3 separate regions of the Mus musculus genome follow, and regions 1 and 2 are each linked to region 3. Evidence: chromatin contacts called from public HiChIP or PLAC-seq data. All regions are on one chromosome and are shown on one strand. The core of a region is the stretch at or near the end of the contact, and the rest is flanking DNA. Distances in the headings are between cores, read along the strand shown. Region 1 has its middle 23 kb from the start of Gm46240. Region 2 overlaps Gm33897 (a long non-coding RNA gene). Region 3 has its middle 91 kb from the start of Gm33897.

The links. HiChIP or PLAC-seq counts read pairs in DNA pulled down with a chosen protein or histone mark.
Region 1: a CTCF HiChIP or PLAC-seq map of the NIH/3T3 cell line shows a contact between it and region 3, with 11 read pairs. The contact joins two enhancer-like sites. A contact is called at or near these places in 1 of 15 datasets of contacts at CTCF or cohesin (the NIH/3T3 cell line) and 4 of 484 Hi-C or Micro-C datasets (the 3T3-L1 cell line, 3T3-L1-derived adipocytes, bone marrow-derived macrophages and 1 more).
Region 2: an HNF4G HiChIP or PLAC-seq map of pancreatic cancer cells shows a contact between it and region 3. The contact joins two enhancer-like sites. A contact is called at or near these places in 1 of 15 datasets of contacts at CTCF or cohesin (the NIH/3T3 cell line), 2 of 484 Hi-C or Micro-C datasets (the 3T3-L1 cell line and germinal center B cells) and 2 of 115 datasets of contacts at active chromatin or transcription factors (embryonic stem cells and pancreatic cancer cells).

The regions. Positions count from the first base shown.
Region 1 is chr10:96,922,059-96,926,186 of GRCm38.p6, reverse strand. No RefSeq gene overlaps it. Among named protein-coding and RNA genes, the nearest start is that of Gm46240, 23 kb to the right of the region's middle. Within about 2 kb of position 1,921, at least 26 of the 459 cell types and tissues checked have an H3K27ac peak or open chromatin away from gene starts, as enhancers often do.
Region 2 is chr10:96,720,471-96,724,412 of GRCm38.p6, reverse strand. All of the region lies in intron 2 of Gm33897 (a long non-coding RNA gene), which reads right to left. Among named protein-coding and RNA genes, the nearest start is that of Gm33897, 6.7 kb to the right of the region's middle. Within about 2 kb of position 1,737, at least 146 of the 459 cell types and tissues checked have an H3K27ac peak or open chromatin away from gene starts, as enhancers often do. A contact at or near this core is called in pancreatic cancer cells, where this site is marked.
Region 3 is chr10:96,804,964-96,808,967 of GRCm38.p6, reverse strand. No RefSeq gene overlaps it. Among named protein-coding and RNA genes, the nearest start is that of Gm33897, 91 kb to the right of the region's middle. Within about 2 kb of position 2,192, at least 40 of the 459 cell types and tissues checked have an H3K27ac peak or open chromatin away from gene starts, as enhancers often do. A contact at or near this core is called in pancreatic cancer cells, where this site is marked.

The DNA.
Region 1 (4,128 bases), core at 672-3,171, 120 kb before region 3:
TTATAATGAGCCACTCTAGCCAAAGCCAACATGATAGGAGAGACTCTATTTCAACTTACAGTTTTTAAGTAGTCCTTTATCACTGAGGAAAGTAAAGGCAGGAACTCAAACAAGAACTAAAGTAGAAACAACATATAAATGTCTATTGCTTCACTCTCTGGCTTAGGCCCAAGTAGCTGTTGAATGCATCCAGGGACCAGTTGCTGAGAGCTGGTGCTTCTCATAACAGGCTGGGCCCTTCCTTATAAGTCAACAGCTGGGAAAATGTCCACCACAGACATGCTCACAGGCCAGTCTGATCACGGCAAAGTTTCGATTGAAAATTCCCCTTCTCTGGGGAATCCAGGTTGTGTGTAGTTGACAGAAAACAAACAAACAAACAAAAAAACAACTAACCAGGACCAGGACATAAGGAAACATTACTGAGACCCAATGACAACACAATGACACAAAATTTATTACATGCTCATCCCATGATGCTACCTGTATCTATCATGGGTATTATATTGACCTATGTGAACCTGTTGAATTGTGCATGTTTGGCATTTTTCTTTTTCGATTTTACATGTATTCGAATGGGAAAGATAGAGGAAAGCCTCAGATATTACACCTCAGAAGCTGTCTACTTTATGAGACAGTCTCTCACTGACCGGGGACTGACTGACTAGGTTAGGTAGACTAGCTTATGAGGCACAGGCATCTGCCTGTCTCCACCGCTCTGGGCTTCTTCATATGGATTCTTCTTAGGTCTCTATGTTTGTACTGTAGGCAACTTACCCACTGAGCCATCTCCCCAGCTCTTTGCAGACTTCTTAAGAGATTTCATTTTCTTTCCTTTCCATGGCTAACAGAGAGCCCAACTCAAAACTCTCTGATTTGTGTTCATAAATAATTACGAATGAATTACGGTGCATCAACCTTTCTTGGATAGTCAACAAGTACCAATTCCTTCACATTACCACCACTTTACATGTTAAAATTTCAATGTAATTCCTGCCCTTGTGTCATGCTTTCAAATGACTGATGTGGAGCTGGCATAGTGATTGATCTCAGTCTTTTGTCATAAGAATAACAGCTTCCAGGGCAAGAGAAAAAAAATTTCAAACTTGTTCTTCCAGTGGGGAGTGGTGAAGTAAAGGGCAGAGTTAATGCCAGCAAAGGTCCCGTCGTGTTTGGCATGCCCGATGTTTGCTGTACTTTCTGTCCTGTGTGCTGGAGCTTCTGTTTAACTGAGCTGAGGATTAAAGTATTGAACAAGCAAAGAATTGCTCAACTTTCCTGAGTGGGTGTGTCTCATTCAGTATTTGACAGAAAACCTGTCATTTGAGTATGATATATATTTGCTGGGGTAAACCTGGATAGCTCAGGCTCAAAGGTCTTTTCTGCTCACCTGCAGTGGTAAACCCAATGTCTGCCTTACCTTCAGGCACCGAAGCCTGAAACACATTAAATTTCCATCTCCCCCCACCCCCACCCCCGGCCATTTGGATTTGAACAGTCTCTAAAACAGTCCAGTAAACAAGCAGACAAGACTCCACTTGAGTCTGCTTTATAACCTAAAGCTAAAGCGTTTGTGGAATCACAGACCAGGCTGGGGCATGTCAACTCTGCATTGAAAATCAAAGAATTGCAATTTAAAGGTAGAGGGGCAGGGTGGGGCGGGGCAGGGCTGAGCTGTTAAATCAAAATGGATACAGCTGGGTTTGCTTTTCAACATGTCTAGATGTGAGAAGGAGGTCAGAAAAGAGATGGGTGTGCTCTGCAGTTGATCTGTGACAGAGCAGTATGGCAACAGGCCTATGTAAATTAAACAACTTAGCCAATATGGAAAACACATTTTCAGCAAGTAAATAATGCCATTTAAGGGGTCTGATTGCTAAAGCAGCCTCATTGCTTAATGGGAGGACAGTCATTCATTCAACAAATATTTACTGCCTAGCTCTGAGAGACTGGCAAGGCTGAACATTGGTAAGCAATCACTTCTGCCCTGAAGTTTGAATGTTTTTTTTGTGATGAGATTTTAAAATATTATGGAGATTTTGTTTTTCTTTCTTTGAGATAGGGCCTTACATTTCCCATCCTGGCATCAAACTCAAGCTTGTTTTTAAGCAGAAGATGATCTCGAATCTCAGCATTCCCTGCCCACTTACCCACTTCTGAGTCTGGAGACATCAGGCAGTGTCCTGAGACACATCTGGTTTATGAGATCCTGGGCATCCAACCTATGTGCCGAGGAAGCAACTGAGCAATATCTTCTGCATGAAATAGGTCATTTTCAGAAAATCAATCAATTTGTATGAAAGACCCAAAGATAGGAAAACTGCTTTTCTGTCAACACAGATGTTTGAGCAAAGCATATAAACATATTCCTAGTCTAACCTGTATCTGCGGGAATCACTCCATCCCAATACATCTGTATACAAGGATATATATGGAAGATAACACTTTTGGAGCCTCAGTTGAATGTGCTGAGTTTTGTCAGTGATCAAAGGAGACCACACTGTCTGAATTATATTCATGAAGAACACAACTACTTTATGGAAATAGGGTTTCAGGCTTCAAGTCTTAAATTTTAAACTGTTTGAATCAAGATGTATAAAGTTATGTGAAGTAAATGACAGACACCCCCCCCCCAATTTAGGCAGCTATGGATGCCATCAAAATGGCAGAATGTAGAATGCAGTAACTGCATTCTAACAGGATGAAAACAGGAGAAAAATCATCATGGAGGTGTGGCATAAAGTCACCAGAGACAAAGTGACCATCATGGACAAGGTCCAAGCTTAACAGGATGGAAGTTGGTGGACACATTAGCAGACCCCACTCCTTTGGGCGGAGAGATTCATACATTATATTACTGAAATGTCAACTGTCACCCATGAGAAGGAATATTTCTGTCTATCCTTTTCAGTTAGTATAGACTTAAGAGTTGTCTACCATATCACTCTATACTGTGTCAATGAGCATCAATCGTTGGCAGTAGACTACAAACTCTCCATACAAAATTATTTGTTCAAGTTCTCGTTTTCATAGATCATGAGCATGCACAGATTCCATGCACCTTCTGTCACACTTACTTTAATTAATTATGCATCCATTTTTTTCACGAGTATTTATGAGGCCAGTTCCGTGCCAATTATTTGGTGATGTCACTGGTAACATTTTGCAAAGATCTGGGTTCCTTCCCATCGTGGTTTGAATATAGTTGTCCCTGGGGATGGCACTATAAGGAGGTGTGGCCTTGTTAGAAGAAGAGTGTCTCTGTACAGGGTGGGCTTTGAGACTGTCCTCCTAACTGCCTGGAAGACAGTCGTCTTCTGGATGCAGATGGATCAAGATGTAGAACTCTCGGCTCCTCCAGCACCAAGCTTGCCTGGATGCTGCCATGCTTCTAGCCTTCATGATAAAGCACTGAACCTCTGAACCTGTAAGCCAGCCCCAATTAAATGTTGTCCTTTATAATAGTCGCTTTGGTCATGGAGTCTCTTCACAGGAATAGAAACCCTAAGACACTCCTCAATTTGTCTTCCTATAAGTTTGATGTCATCCTGCCTTTTTATTTTTATTCCCTTGGGTTTATGGACTTTCCAAGATGTTGAAATCCCACCTGGGGTTATTCTGAGATGAAATCCTGGGGAGATAATTCCTATTCATTGTGATCATGAATGGAGGGTGAATAGAAGTCGGTGCCCTAAGAGGATCGTGGGAGAGCTTGCCTACCCTTTGAGCTCGTACCCATGTGTGAACACAGAAAGAAGCCACCCATCTGACACAGAGGAGGGCCTGCACTGGAGGCCAACCACAATCATGCTGGCCCTGTAATCTTAGACTTCCAGCCTCTAGAACTGTCAAGTATGTATTTATAGGTTTTGTAAGCTCCAACAACCATAGCATTTTCTTATAGGAGACTGAGCTAAGAATCTTACTTTTTAATACTACTATGTTATTATGTATAGCATATACTTAAGCAATATTTTTGTGCTGAGCTGTTTCTGTATTTTTTTAAGGGGGGCTATTATGTTCTATCTAACTTCTGAGATTTTTCTTGATTCTCAATTATAGCTGTGATTCACTTATATTATATGGAGTTATGGCTTATTCATTTTCATTCCTGTATAATGTTACATT
Region 2 (3,942 bases), core at 488-2,987, 84 kb after region 3:
AATTGGTCCTGATAGATAAAATTAAAAAAAAAAAAAAAAGTGTCCGTGGGTAGGGAATTGAGGACTGGTCTGAAAAGAGATAGGAGACCAGGCAAATAAGATCAAAACGCATTTCGAGAAACACTCGAAGAATTAATGAATTACCCTTCAAGCTATGCAAGCTGCTGGCTGTTACTGAACGGCCTGGCTTAGCTGACTCCCGTAGGCTGAGCCTGGAATTTTAGAATAAAGCATAAATGAGTTTGAGACCTAGATCTGCTGCTCTTCCTAGAAGGACCTTCATGCATGTGCCTGCCCCTTTCTTAACCTGCTTCCGTTCTGTAAAAGGAGTTTTGTGAAACTTAAATGAGAAGGTGCTCTATCTATCACCCGGGCTAGTAATCAGACTGAGCGGCTATAAATGAAACAGACCCAACTAAAACTGCCTGCGACAAAGAAATGGCTGCTACGGGTTAGGCGCAAACGCCAGAAACAAGTTGAATTTAGCCGCATGCGGATCTGGGACTTTAAATGTAGTCTCAAGACTGGATGCTCACCCTGTGTGTTCTGGCTCCCGTCTTTTACCTTGTGGCTCTGTTTTGTTGTTTCGCCTCATTCTTCAACAGGTTCCAAAACAATCCTAGCAGACATTCTCAAAGATGTAAAACCTGCCTCTCATCAAAGCTCCCTGTGGATGGATCCAGCCCTGAGTCTCTCACTATGGACAAGAAAGAACTGGGGAGCGCATGAGCAAGAGGCCCGGATATGGAGAGAGCATCCTGGGACTAGAGCCCAGCCGAAGCCACAGAAAGTGGGACACGAGCACTTCCCACAAGAAGACATAACCTGATACCCTCTTTCTTTTCTTCTCTTCTCTTCTTTTCAGAAAGTGGCTATGTGTCTAAGCAGATATCCATGCAATCCAATATTATCTCATCTTTTCTAAAAGAGAATGGAGAACCTTTCCTTAGCCTTCTTTAAAGGACCAGAGACAGCAATGTCCAAACCATAGTGTCTGGTGATACTGAGTTTTAAGAGTAACTTTTACTATACAGACTAGAGTAAAATACTGTTGTTCCTCCGGTCACACTAAAGACAACTTGTGGGCTGGCTCTTCTTGTTTGCCTGTGTGGTTTTGACAGATAGGAATTTGTTCTCATTGGCCTGAACCATGTAAGTATGTTGTCTCTGTGTTTCATGTCATGCAAGGGAAGTACGTGTTCAAGTCTACCATGGTTTTAAAACACTGGTTTTCCTTGCACGGTTCCAGAGTGGTGAGGTTGGTTTCATGAAGTTCTCTGAGAGAGCTCCTTCCAGCGGAAATGTCAAAGGCCGCGATTTGCACCTTTGTTGCAAATGAGACAATAGAGAAATGTGGAAAAGCACTCAGATACATAGCACAGCCTAATTAATTAAATTCTTCTTGTGGGTATCAAGGTCCACTCCTGGAGGCGAGCTAGTAAAAACAATGAACTGTGTGGATCTGGCATTTAAAGCCTTGACCACATATTTGCCCATCATCCTGACAGAAATGTCATTGCAGGAAGTTGTTAAAGGGACGAATACCACGGACTTGCAAATTGCCACAGCCCAGAACAGGCGGATTTTTACCCCCATAGAACCCTCCTGTTTTGTGGCTCCACTGTAAAGCTCTGGAAACAAGCAGGCTGTGGGAGGAGCAACCCGAAGGGAGGGAGAGCATTTCTGGGCGTGTCTTGGACCCTGGCCCCTAGCCCCGCCCTCCACAGTGAGCCACAGTTGTAGTGCCTGTGTTTACATTTGTACAAGCTGCTAGGACAGGCCCAGGCAGGGCTAAAGCAGGACCAGGCGCTTCTATCACACGCTGAGCAGAGAATGAGTCTCATTGGGGAAACAGTGAATCTGAGCATTGGGATCCTGCCAGTGGGAAATTCACATGCATGAAGAGACTGGTTCTTGCCCGTAGTTTGAAACAAGTGAAGGAAATAGAAAGGAGGGAACAAAGGACATCAGGAGGAGGAAAAACTCGGCCCCACTGTTATGCCCAGGTGGATGAAAAAGCTGAACTAGGGTTTGAACATACAGGAATCAGAAGTTAATCCATTTTCTGTCGCAAATGTGTTTGCATCGGAAGTTGAAGAGGTTTTGTCATCCTTCATAAACTCGTAATAATTTCTGGGAATATTTCTAAAAGCATGGCAGCTCTGGGAGATCTGGTGCCATCTGGATCATGAAGAGACAAAGCCAGAGTGTGCTAACCTCTGCACCTTCTAGGATTGGCTGTGTGTGCCTTCCCGTGTTTACTATGGCCCAAATTGAGCACGAGACCAGAACTAACAAGGGAGACTGGCCATCCGTGTTCTGAAGTACAGCGCGGGGCATTTGACCTTTTTGTTGTGTAGCCCACTTGCTCACTATGTTCTCCCAATTTCTCGTTGTTTCATTTTGGTAATCCAGGCTGGTATGTATAGAAGATGAATCTGTGTGTGCAGATTCTCCTTCCTCCAACACCTAAGTATAGGAATTAAATAGCATTAAAGGCACACGGGACCACGCTCAGTTTAACGCCGTAGTAGGGATACTAACCAGGGCTTCATTCATGCTAAGCTAAGCAAGCTTTCTACCTATTGAACTACATCCCCAGCTTCACAGGCTTGGTTTTAAAAACAAACAAACAAACAAAAACTGTCCCCACAAGCCACCTGAGCAGTCACCCGCAAACTTCTGAAATAGCTGGAATATACCCCCTCCACCCATGCTATCTCACCACAAAGACCTCCTACTATCTTTCTAGCCAATTTTTTTTTTCCTTTTAGAGGAGCTCTCAAGGGCACACCTCCCTTATCCGACCCAATAGCACATCCCATCCCACAGAAGCCTTGTCTGCATATCCATTCTTTCAAGACACAGAAGAGCTAACTACAAAAGCATCACAAGCCCGCCTCAGCTGACCTAGCAAATCACAAGCAGGACATGTGACCTCTGACTGCTTAAGACACCCGAAGGCTCCCGCTGATACCCGTCCCCACCCCGCACTCCTTATAGAAAAAATAAAGGAAATTATTCACCCCTGGGGCTGTGGTAAAGACAGTGAGTGCAGGCAGATCCTCATTAAGGAGAGCTAAATCTGGCCTGACAGAGTCTTCACACTAGATCTCAGGACCCTGCCCATTGTGGCTCTGTGATTTCTAAGGACTAACAACTCCATACGATGGCCACTTCAGAATCAGAAAGACTGTCGACCACAGGCTGGCAGATGACAATTACCCAATGTGAGACTGGGGCACAAGACTGAGAAGTCAAAGCAAAACCTCACAGTGTCACATGGGTTTATCCTGTTCAGAGAAGCAGTCTTTCTCACGGGGACTAGAAGGAGACCAAAGAAAACCTGAATCACCTAAACTAACTGGGTAAAAACAAAATGTCTTGGGATGCCATGAAAGGTTCTCTTTTGAAACTGGATTCCAGAGCACTTAAACTCCTATTTCATAGGTTTTTTTACTTTTTCTTTTTTTTTTTTTTTTCCAGTCTGGAAAGAAAGAAAAAGAAAAAAGGAAAGCCATTTTCTAGATCTTAAAAAAAAAGTTCATCTCACCAAAGACAAGCTGTTTTCTTCCTTCCTTCCTTTCTTTCTCACTTTCTTTCTTCCTTTCTTTCGTTCTTTTGCAATGGAATCAAATTCTGTCACTTTTTTCAAAGGTGGTGCCAGCCAGACCAGCCGTTCAGATAAGTAGTCAATGACCATTGAACTAATGAGAGCTGAGAAGGGCCAAAAAGCCTGCTTGCCAAGGTGCCAGGACGCCACCATTACACTCACTCGGATGAATGGGGCATCACATTTCCAAAATGCTCCAGTCACAAATACTAATGCAGGCCCAGCCCAGGACCCAGGCCATCACAGTCACTCCGTGTTTATGGAGCAAATGAAAGAATGATTGTTGCCTCAAAGGATAATAAGCTGTGATTATATTGGTGAGAGCCGAT
Region 3 (4,004 bases), core at 943-3,442:
TCTGGATATATGCCCAGAAGAGGTATTGCGGGATCCTCCAGTAGTACTATGTCCAATTTTCTGAGGAACTGCCAGACTGATTTCCAGAGTGGTTGTACAAGCTTGCAATCCGACCAACAATGGAGGAGTGTTCCTCTTTCTCCACATCCTCGCCAGCATCTGCTGTCACCTGAATTTTTGATCTTAGCCATTCTGACTGGTGTGAGATGGAATCTCAAGGTTGTTTTGATTTGCATTTCCCTGATGATTAAGGATGTTGAACATTTTTTCAGGTGTGAAACTATCCCTTAATAGTTCTCATTGGATTTTTTGAGACAGGGTCTCACTGAACCTGGAACTCAGCCATTCATCTAGACTAGCTGGCTAGGAATTCCTACTCTACTCTGTCTGTCTCCCCAGCACTAAGATTGTGTGTGTGTGTGTGTGTGTGTGTGTGTGTGTGTGTGTGTGTGTGTGTGTGTGTGAATGCTCAGGTTTTGGATTTTATGTGGCTGACAGAGATTCAAAATTCAAAATTCAAGTCCTTACGTGCTCCCAATTTTGCCATGTTTAAAGCTTATTTTCACCTAAATATTTTTTCTCTTTGCTGTTCTTTGGCATGTTGGCATCCTTCGTGGTTCAAATCAGATGTTAGCTTCTTTCTGAAGCTCTTTGTGATCCCTTTACTGTAGACTGTTTTTCCTATACCTGGAGCACTTGCCTTCTATCACTTAAGACCCTGTGCTGTGGTTGAGTGTGTACATGTGTGTTCCTGTGTGCATCCTAAGCACCCTCCAAAAATCATGTTTTCCTGGACCTGCTTCTGTTTGCCACAGAGTTCTGTGAACCACATAATAAAGGGTACACTGAACTTTGCAATCAAATGTGTCAAAGAGCCAGTGCAGAGCGGAATATAATGTGCCACAGAAAAACAGTGAGAATGGACTTCAGACTTCATGCAGAGACGTACTAGAAGAAAGAGGAGGAAGAGAGAGGGAAAAGGACGCTGTTGGTTTCTAGCAGTGTGGACATAGAGACAACCCAAACACAAATGCATCTCAATGACTATGTCAAGTACCCAGCCACTAATAATTCCCAAGCAAAAACCCATTGGCAAAATTGAACAGGACCACCCATGAGCAGCTATGAAGCCCTTATCAAAAAACAATAAAAACTATAATATTATTCTCTTGATGAGAACACTCACAAGTAACACTAGAAAAATAGCTGGCATATATATATATATATATATATATATATAAAACCTTTCCCTCGACCTTTGTCTATGTCTGTCTATTTATACCAAACATGTGGAAGGCCAGTACCGTGCTTCTCTTCTCTTTGCTAAGGTAGACAATCTGGATTTATTTTGCATTTATCACCGTTAAACATTTTGGTTGAGCTTTACCCTAAAACCAATGTTATGATTCTCTTCACCTTGTCTGAGACTCAGCTCAGTCAGGAATGCAATCGGCTTCTTCCCCAGAAGCAAGGAGTTCTAAGGAGCAAGGTGAGACAGGAAGACAATCATGTTAAGAGGGTTTTTTTGTTTGTTTGTTTGTTTGTTTGTTTGTTTTAAATGTGCAGATTTTAATTTTGGTTGAACAACATAATGAAGTCTATTAAGATCTCAGCTTGTCTGTGAGACTTTTATTTCAATAGAGCCCTGTTGATTTGAAATCATACCTTTGTTTCAAAGGGCAAATTGTTCGAGTTATGTCGGCATTTTAAGGTTGTCTTTTTCTCCCCGATGGAAATATATTGTGTTTGACCAAAAGATGGTCTTCAATGACTAAAATAAAAAAATAACACAGAGAGGGTTGTTGCCGAGGTGCATTTACTTTAAACTATATGCAGTCTCTAAAGTACTTAGATGCATAAAGTTATTACCCCTATATTATTGCTATCTATCATCCCAACTGCTAATAAGATTCCTTAGATATGCTGAACTAAAGCGCTAAGCCATTGTTGAGGCTTTTCCTGTCATTCCACACTCAGCCACCTCTGGGGCGGGCTCCCTCCTTCTCGCCCCCCCCCCCCGCCCCCACTGCAGTTTCTTTCACTTGTGTAGACCCAGCGTTCACAGGAAAAAGAAGCCTAAGTGACAGCAAAGCCCAAGGCTTGGCTGATCAACCAAACAGGCCTGTGTGTCTTACTCCTGGGGAAGCCTATAACTATCAGAAACATTCTCCTCTCCTTAGTCATCTGTTAGTCAGGCCACGCTTGCCAGCCCCTTTCCTTCTCCTTTGGCACGAACATCTTCAGTTTCATCTTTGTCTGTGGTATATGTGGTGTAAAGTTGAAATGTATTTTGGACCTTGGTTACATTCTGCTTCACACACACTAAATCCATGTCTCCCTGTAACAGTTAAAATGAACACAGTTGCGACTGGAGAGATGGCTCAGCAGCTGACTACAGTTGTTACTTCTATAGAGGAGTGGAGTTTAGCACACAGTTCAGTTGATAAAACATTCTGTAACTCCCGCTCCAGGTGAGCATACATTCTCCTCTGGCTTCTAAGTCCTCATATATGCACACTTCACACATTCAGAGAGATACACGTGTACATAAATAAATAATAAACATCTTTTTTTTTAATTAACAGTTTTCATTTCTGGATCGATATAAATTGAACACTCTATTGATTCAAAAATTTGTGTATACTATTTCTTTTTAAATTTGTAATATTTATTGATTGATTTATTGACTGGTTTATTTATGTGATAGAGTAAGGCATGTCCCACAGCATATGTGTCAGTCAGAGAAAACCTCGTGGGAGTTCATTCTCTTGTTCTATTCTGTGGGTTACAGGGTTGAGCTTCTGTCCTCAGACCTAGCATCAAGCACCTTTATCCACTGGGACATCTCACTGGCCCCATTCTTGGTACTTTGAGAAAAGGTTTTCATCTGTATATTCTTCTATTTCCATTTAAATGCAAAATTTCCATTGTGTTTACGTAAGCAACTCAAATCATTGACATAGGAAGCAGTTCAGAGAGTATGGAAGTACGAATGAGGGATGTCTTCACAGATCACAATGTAATCTGTTCTATGCAGATGAACTCAACTTTTCACACCATCAGGATTTCATCACAAAAGATGGGCCTGCCTGAGATACTGCTCATGAAAAGTCAATAACTGCTTTTAAAACAAACATAATTCTGACTTTTGGGAAAAGCCCATCTATCTTTGTGGGCCTTTTTCTTCAAAGTAGCTTCTAATAATTGCAGATGAGTGTGTTTATTCCTTCAGTGAGGCACGTGTATTGCTTCTTAACATCTTCTAGGAGAAAGATTGGCAAGTTAGAGGAGATGAGTAGAATTATCTTCAAAATTTGTTTCATTTCTCATCTTTGTTTTTTGCTCTTTGAGTAATGCAAGTATGGAAAAAGTAGCATTTTGTATGTTAAAGCAGAGAGGATTTTAGAGCAGAAACCTAGCCCTGCTGTAAATTACAACACTTCAGGATTGCATGTTCCACATAATGAAGGACAAGAAAGGTTTTTTAATGAGTGTTCTAAAAGGGCATCACTCATAGCAATGACGGAGCTAGCCGTTTCATTACTGGTCTCATTAGTTCACATGAGTAATTTGAAGGATTATTCTCTGTTAATGTCAGAGAAGGAAACTGAGAGGCTTCGAAATGATACCAAGACACACAACATAAGGATTTTACCCTCTTGTTCCTGAGTGACCATTGGTTCATAAATCCAGCTAAGCCACCGAAAAAGTTTTCATCTAAGCTGAATACTCCATAAGACCACATACGAGAGATATTATTAAACTAAAAGACCTGATGTCTTAGGCCTCTTAATATATCTCCTCCCCGATTTTATGTTCCAGCTCCCAAGACTTTTGTATCCTATTTTGGGGTGCTGGAAATACCTTCAGCTTAGTGTCATATTTTTGCCTGAGTCCGATAATTTATTCCTAACTATACATGCTTCTCTCTGGTTGTTTAAAAAAATATTTTGATAAATGGATGTAGAAAAAAAAAAGAGAAACAGAAAAAGAATGTCTTATGT